2 separate regions of the Hordeum vulgare genome follow, and region 1 is linked to region 2. A link is a contact called in public Hi-C data. All regions are on one chromosome and are shown on one strand. Each heading gives the region's core, a stretch centred on a gene start, on an enhancer-like site or on the middle of the called end of the contact. The rest is flanking DNA. Distances are from core to core; before and after follow the strand shown. Region 1 has its middle 11 kb from the start of LOC123446929. Region 2 has its middle 16 kb from the start of LOC123449436.

The links. A called contact is a pair of places that touch in the nucleus more often than the background predicts.
Region 1: a Hi-C map of seedling shows a contact between it and region 2, with 10 times the contacts expected there. The contact joins two enhancer-like sites. A contact is called at or near these places in 3 of 6 Hi-C or Micro-C datasets (leaf and seedling).

The regions. Positions count from the first base shown.
Region 1 is chr4H:549,924,456-549,928,726 of MorexV3_pseudomolecules_assembly, forward strand. No RefSeq gene overlaps it. Among protein-coding and RNA genes, the nearest start is that of LOC123446929, 11 kb to the left of the region's middle. Within about 2 kb of position 1,991, at least 3 of the 3 cell types and tissues checked have open chromatin away from gene starts, as enhancers often do. A contact at or near this core is called in seedling, where this site is marked.
Region 2 is chr4H:549,526,084-549,530,285 of MorexV3_pseudomolecules_assembly, forward strand. No RefSeq gene overlaps it. Among protein-coding and RNA genes, the nearest start is that of LOC123449436, 16 kb to the right of the region's middle. Within about 2 kb of position 2,023, at least 2 of the 3 cell types and tissues checked have open chromatin away from gene starts, as enhancers often do. A contact at or near this core is called in seedling, where this site is marked.

The sequences.
Region 1 (4,271 bases), core at 741-3,240, 400 kb after region 2:
TAATCTCATGGCCTTGGTCCTGGTTCTCCTCAGCGATATGTTTCTCTCCTTCTTATGCACGTGGAAGAGGCATATACTTTCCTCTGATTTTTCATGTCCCCTGATATTTTCCCCTCAACCTCAGAGGCTCGCTCAACAATTCCATGAAGAGAGGGTTCTTAAGCATGCTCATAAGAGTTCATGGTCTCTCACTTAGAAAAAACATGTACAAGACAGTGGACTTGGTCGGTCGACGCATGCGCTTCATCATCTTCTTTGGCACTAGCGGCTTGGGAGATTTTATCGTTGTCTACTCGAGCATGGTGTAAGCTCTCTTCATAGGATCCCATGGCATCTTCTTCCCCCATTCTCGGAGGTAGTTCCACTCATGTGGCCTTCGTCTAGCCACTCGCAGCCATGGTCATTTTTTGGTCTCCGTCGTCTGTGTTGGTCATTCGAGGACGTATTGCTCCCACCATGTGATATGGTGGTTGTTCGGAGTGTTTTATGTGATAGTAGCGGTTCTTCTCCCCACGTGAAGCAGAGGAAATTGTTTGTAATCGTTTTTCTTTTTATGTCGGATATAATTGAGTTGGAAGCTGTGTGGAGCCTTCTAGCTCCTAGTACTATTAAAGTTGTAGGTATTCTATTGCCAAAAATACGATATTTAGATTATGAATACTATCTAAAGCAATGTAGTTCGACTAGAGACCTATGAAATCAAATTCCCAATAGGGTTTTTTCACGAGAAAAGCGATACTTTAGACCCCTTAACTATGACAGAATTCTCACTTTGGACCTCTAGATTGTAAACACCGAAAATAAAATGTGTGAACTAGTAAAACCGTATATATTTGATCCCATGGATGTAGTGAGGAGAAGCTCCCGCTCGAGCCCAAATGTAGGAGAAACTCGAAGCCCGATAAAAACAAGCAATCCCGTTACAAGAACAAGAGTATTTTCGATTGCGACTATACGTCCGGAATTACCACTCATGCCGACAAAGCATCGCCGAAAAGGACACGAGAAGGCGCAATCGAATGAGATGGCACGCACATTTAGCAGATAGAATATGTTGCCCGACCTATGTAATGGGAACCTTCTACAAGGCTCATGATTGGTTTTGGGAACCTTCTAGAAGTTTCATAAATCGGGTTTTTACTAGTTTTTATTAGCTTTTCCATTTTTCCTTTTTTTCCCTTTTTACCGTTTCTTTCCTTCGCTACTTTAGTTTTTTTTTACGTTCATTATATTCCAAGTTTATATTTTATTGGTTCAAAAATATTTCGTGAAATTCCAAATATTGTTTGGAAACTATTTCTATTCTCAAAACTAATTTCGAAATTCAGAAATTTAAAAAGCTTTGAGTTTTCAAAAAAATGATTGAAGTTCACAAAAATGTTCCCATTTTTTAAAATTTGTTCACAAAGTCAAAAATTCCAAGGGTTACAAAACATCTTCGGTTTTCCAAAATAATTTCAAAATTTCAATAAATGTTATCGTATTCCAAATTTTGTTCTGAAATTCAAAAAATGTACAGCAAATTTTCAGAAAGTTAAATATTTCAAAAGTTCTTGTTTAATTTCGTAATTTATTTTCAAATGCAAAAAAATGCAGTTTCCCAAAACAACCGTGCTGTTAAAAATTGTCCATGTTTTCTATTTTTTCTTCAGAAATTGAGAAAATTTTAAAAATATCCTCATTTTAAAAAGTGTTCGAAAGTTCATAATATGTGCCATTTAAAAATATTCTTGAATCTAACACGGATCTCCACGGTAGTGCAGTTCGCTATGGTGACCTCGGTGTGCTATAGCAGCATCCGCTAGAGACATTCCATTTACGATTGTGCCGCCTTAGTTGTGTGGCGCCTCACCGTTTCGGCTGCATTTTGAGGCATAATGCGGCTTATAAGAACTCTTAATATGGCCGACGAGACCTCATGTTCCGCGCGTTACTGGTGGGCCGACCCTTATACCTGATTCAAAGCGGGTTCCCCCAACCCCCTACTGTCGCGAACATGGGATGAGTGCACCTACATGTCGCTAGAAGCAAGACAGTATCGTCCAATTGGCCTGGCCCAGCTGGGTTACAGACCTTCAACAGTTTTTTCTTCCATTTTTTAAACATTTTTGCATTATATTCCTGGTTTACTTTTTAGTTTTAGTTATATGTGGAAATATTCTTATTATACTTATTATAAAAATTATTTTACATAAAATTCCGTATGCATAGCATGTATATATTTTTTACAATGTGTATAAAAGAAGGTTGAAATAAAAACATAAATTTAGGTTAAATAATGTTAATCATGAATTGGTGAATTGGTGAATGTGCATAGAAATATGATTCTGATGTATACAAACAATGTTCAATGTGTAAGAAAAAGTAGACATAAATTTTTTTGCTGATGCACAAAAAAAAATGTAGACTGTGTGTGGAAATTGATAAATGTGCAACTTTCTATGATGTAAAAAATATACACTGCTTATTGAAAAAGTAGACATCGAAAATATATGTTAATCATTTATTTCCAAAACGCTAAACATGTATATAGACATGAAAAAAATATAAGTTACCAAAAAAGTTAATCATGTATTTGAAAAATATTAAACATATATATATGAAAATGTTTCTAGTGTATACAAAAAATCTACAGATAAAACCAATGAAACCAAATAGGAAACATAAAGAAACAAACAAAACAAAAGGCAAAACTCCGTAAATCATAAAATAAACAAAAATATAATATAAATAAATAAACTCCGTTAAAATGTGAAATAAACGAGAAAAAATACTGAAACCTGAGGAAGATAAAAGGGAAACCGCAAGAAAAATAAGAAAAAACTAAAAGGGGAAAAACGAACAAAACTAATAATAGATTAAAACTAGCCAGCGATGAGCTGGTGAGCCAGTGGCCGCGGTAAAACAAGCCAATGATGTCCTGCGGATATGGTCCCTTCTGGCGCGACAGATGCTATCATTGCCCCGAGCGAGATCTAGAATTCGCGCATGGATGTGTCTATGTATTGTTTATTGTAAGGCGGATGTTTGCAAAACCACTAATTGAGGGACACTCTTTGCAAAGGTTAACTTCATTTCTCAGGTTGCGACAAGCGACGAACTGTATGTTATTTGTCGTAACCTAAAAGTTTTTTTTCTTTTTGTAGATTCGTTTATTTAAAATGTTTTGTCTTTTATTGTGCGTTTAAATCTTGAATCATTTTCATTTTTAGATTCCTCATATCAAGATCTTTAAAATTAGATATCATGTTCATAAATTTTGATAAACTTTTCTCACAAGATAAAATGGACAAAAAAGGAACCGGAAGTGTGTGTTTTTTACTTTCTGAAAGAGGCATGATTATACCTCTCGCAAAACCAAATCCATTTCTCCACGAAAAGTAAACTCGTGCCTTTTGCGAAAAGGAAAAATATCTATTTTTTTCTTTTACGAGAGGCACGACCGTGCCTCTAGCAGAAGCATACCCGTGTTTCTTGCGAAAGTAAAACCGTACCTCTTATGGAAGCAAAAAAAAAAAGGGAAAAACGAAGCAAATTTGTGCCTCTCAAGATAGGAAAACGCATATTTTTTTCGTTTCAGAGAAGCATGGTCTTGTGTTTCACGGAAGTAAAATTGTACCTCTCGCGTAAGGAAATATATTTTTTTGTTTATGAAAAGCACGACCGTGCCACTAGTGAAAACAAATATGTGCCTCTCGCAAAAGCAAAATCCTGTCTGTCGTGAAAGAAAAAAATGTGTTTTTTTCGTGTTCAAGAGGCATGGCCGTGCGTCTCATGAAAGCAAGAAACGTGTTTCTCATGCAAATTGTTTTAAAGAAAATCATCCAAGACCTGAGAAACACCAGTGGAAAGCCGAAAAAGACCCAAAAATAGATTTAGAATGCCGAACACGTGTGTGAAAACATAAAAAACAAAGTCCCGAATAAACGCCCACAGTGTGCACATGGCGGCAACTGAGACTACCACGCTCTCGGCCCACCCCAAGTAATCCTTGAGTATGCTCCTGAAGAGGCGCTCTTCGTTAGTTGCTCCCTTGAATCCTTCAAGCGTCAAAGGAGCTAACTAAGAGTTGTCAGACAGCAATTGGCATGTCCTAAATACTCATAGCACATGTGATAATTGTTTTTGGTATATTTGTTCAATTGGTTTTCTTATTTTAAACAATTTTTAATGTTATAAAAATTATTTGTTATTTATATCTTGAAACTGTGTTATTTTTTTCTAAAAAAGCATCCAGTTTTAAAAAGTATTCATTTTTTTCTTCTAATTGT
Region 2 (4,202 bases), core at 773-3,272:
GGACAATAGGAGGAGCAGTGTTGCATCTATCGCAAGGCCGACGTCGGATCATAACGGCATGGCGCTGTGGAGTTTCAGCGACGAGTGTGTGTGGATGGACACATGCAGGATGGTGGCGTTGTCTTGTGCCATGGTGACTTCGACCGCAGGCCAGCTAAGATCGGTGTTTTAGTTCCTATTCTGGAGATGGACCGATGGAAGATGACGGCGACACCAAGAGTGAGCTAGACCGGTGTGGGGCCTAGTCCTGGTATGTGGCTGGGCTGGGGCATCCGAATATAGATGTTAGGGTTTGGTGCGATGTATGTTTGGTATTAGACTCGGATATTCGACACACCTTCATCAAAGTGATAGGAGTAGCAAAAGATGTTGTCTAGATGGTGGCTTTAGCCTGACTGATGTATTAACTTGTATGTTCTTTTTGAAAAATTAATAAAATGACTGCATGTATGATCGAGATGCATAGACAAGGGTATACCTTTTAAAAAAACTCATTCCTCAATATTTTGGTTGCCATGCCGAATCCAAAATGCCATAAAATATTATGAGAAGAGAAATGACATATGCTTTGGTGGGGTTGCAATATGATCACCAATAGCGGGTAATAACCTCGCCCCGGGGAAATCCTATTAGACGCTTTGTGTATTAAAATAGTGGGATGACACAAAGAGCGTGTGCTGCACCAACAGGCCCAACACAGTTTTCATCTTGGGTTTATTATTTTCATTTTTCTATTTTTGTCCGTCATATTTTTGTTCTTTTGTTTTTTAAGGTTTTGTTTTTTCATTCTGAATTATTTGATTTATTTTAGAATTTTCCTTTTATATTTATTAATCTCAAACATTATTGAAATTGATAAATAGTTGTAAATTTTGCTTTATCACTTTTAAATAGAGTAAAATATTAATATTAAAATTAAAATATTAAGCGAAATCATTGAAATGTTTTGAAACTTAGAGATGTTTTAGAAAAATATTGAGAACATTTTATATAGTCTTCAATATTATTTGAAGTCATAATTTTTTTTATAATCTATGGATACTTTTTTCTAAATGTGAGAATATTTTAATTAGCACAAATATTCCAAGGGTATGGAACATTTCATAAATTATAAAAAACAATTACATTTAATAATTTATATTTTTTGGAATTTCTCCATAAAATTTTAATCTTGCTGTTATGTGATGTATAATAATTTATAAAACAGTACCTCTTTTTTATAGGGACAGCAGGTGAAAGCAAAAAAAGTAAAAAAAAACAGAGGGCTCTACGCATCAACTTGTTCTTGGTGATGTCCATGTGTGTTTGTTCAACTATTAACACAATTACCGTCAGCTCTCACATGGTGCTGATATGTATGGTTCACATAGTAACAAGCCAGGCTACCTTAGTTGGTATCGCTCACACTTCCTGTAACGCGAGTTTCCCATCGATCACATTGTTTGTTTTTCAATTTGGTTGGCTTTATTTTAATATAAAAATACTAACAATGGTGAAAATATTTTTTTGTGAAATTTAAAAGTGTTACGTAATTGGAAAAACCATTTCATATATTTTCAAAATTATTCACGACATCTACAAACATTTATGAATACGTAAATCATGAAATTGAAAATATATTCATGATTTTTAAAATATAACCAGAACTATAAAAATATTTCAGAAATAAAAACAAATATTAATATATTTGGAAAATATTTGTGGTTTTATAAAATGTATCATAATTTAAAATATCATGGGTTAGAGAATGTTTGCAAATATGACGAAATATTCGAAAGTTTAAAAATGTCCAGAAATTTAAGAAAATAAAATTAAAAATAAAAGTAATAAAAAGATTGGTATATATGAGTAAATAGAAACTAAGAAGAAAGTAGGAAAAATATGGTAATAAAATCCGAAAAGATGAACCGGCGATACATGTCATTTGTTCCCATTATTGGTCACCCCTGGTGAACCCTAGTGGGCCGGCCATGTCGGTCGCTGTGGGGACTCACCGTAGCGCTTGCGACGGGCGACACATATCATTTGTTCCCATGGTTGGCCACCCCAAAAAATGTACAACTCTGTTCAACAGTCGTTGCTATCGCTCGTAGCAAGCAATACAAACCCATTTGTTGTCTCCCGCAAGTACTCTCATTGCTCACTGCGTGTGCCTACATGTGTCTAGTCTAGCCAGCAACGCTACACGTGATTCAACTTACTCCCGAGCGAGTTTTTTTTTTCTGTTTTTTTCACTTTATTTTTCTGTTTACATGAGTTTTTTTTAACTTATAAAAAGTTTACAACTATTAAAAACGGCCAGAAGTAAAACAAAAGTAGCTAATTTTAGTTTTTCATTAATTTGAATTTGAAAAATTACTATGAAATATATGAAAGTTACGGCTTTGGAAAAACATTTATGAATTTAAAAATTATTCTTGAACTTGTAAAAATGTTCAGTAATTCTATTAATGTTTGTGAATTCATATTTTATCAATTTAATTTTTTCCATTAATTTTATAATTTCCATGTTTCAAATTGTTTTCGCAAATGCAAAAAAGGTTCACATATTAGAAAAATATTCATGATTTTTAAAATGAAGAATAAAAACACAAATTTGTAATATATTCATATTTTTTATTTGTAATTTAATATGTTCAAACATTTTTAAAACTATTTTTGAATTTGAAAAGTGTTTACGAATTAGAAAAGGAGAAGGAAAAAATGAAACAAAGAAGAAAAAAAGTAAAAGTAAAGAAAACAAAAAAAGCAAGTGTAGAAAAAAGGAAAAAGGAAAGAATGAAAAATCATTTTGAGAAGTTTCCTAAAACCGGCATACATAGGTTGGCTCTATGCCTAGCTGAGTAATAGCACGATGCTAGTAAGTGATTCATTTGTTATCATTTGGGTAGCTCTTACACATCTAGTCTATCATTTTGTAGTTTATAGGGCCACCAATAGTTTGGCCTGTTAGCACCCCGCCCACCCATGAGCACAGTTTAATTGTTGTCAATACTATATCCCGATAAATAAGTAAAATAATTTGTCTTCAAATTTTGATAAAAATATACTGGTCATAAATTAAATAATAAAAATATTCATGTATTATGTAAAACTTGTGAGATTAACGGACCAATGATCATTCGGTATGAGTGGTGAACTATCTCAAAAGCATTGAACAATAGATTATAACATACTGATAGGTGATTTCACTCCATGTAAAATGTTGTAATACCAAATTTCTCACGCAACTTTTCGAGATCTCAAAGCAGGTCCTTCATCCATGATGCCACAGTGGACAAGTCGCCGAACTCTAGAACTCATGGCCACTCCCCACCCCATGCACACAGGTTGTTGAGATAGTGAATGATCAATGTACTTGGCCAAGATCGGGCAGGTCGGCGGGTTGGATTTGCACTACCACTATATAAAGGGGTCTTGTTCCCCAAGAAGACCTCACCTCTTTCCTCCCAAAGCTCGAGTGTTGCTCCTAAGCTCATTTTCACCCGATTTCTTTCCCTATCCATTAAAACTTGTTGATCTTCTAGGATTTGGAGGAGGCCTTTATTTACACGTCCATCAAGAGAAATTTGATTTTCCCATTAAACCCTTGCGGATCTTGTTACTCATGGGCATTTTAGCACCCTAGACGGAAGAGGTGGCGAAGCTTCGTGCTGGTGTTCGGAACCTCTAATTAAGTTGTGGAGATTGCCCCAACCTTGTTTGTAAAAGTTCGACCGCCTCCTTCAAGGGCACCACTAGTGGAATCACGACACCTCGCATTGTGTGACGGTGTGAGGAGAATATGGTGGTCTTAGTGGCTTATTGAAGAGCATTGTGCCTCCAAACCGCTCCAACGGAGTCGTACTTCCTCTCAAAGGGAAGGAACTTTGACAACACATCCTCGTCTCTACTGACTCCACTTGTGGTTACTTCTTACCTTTACTTTGTGCAATATATTATTGTGTTATATATTTTGCTTGCTTGCTAGTTGTTGTTGTTACATATCTAGACAACATTTTTGTTGCTAAACCTAATTTGTTTAAAAGGGTTAAAATTAGTAGTTGCCTATTCACCCCCTTTAGTCAACTATATCGATCCTTTCAATTGGTATCACATCTACGTCTCTTTAAAAGGCTTAACCGCCTAAAGAGTATGGCTCGCGATGAGGTTCAGGATGGATACAACTCCACGGCTGTGACCAAGATAGTAGTCACCTCTAG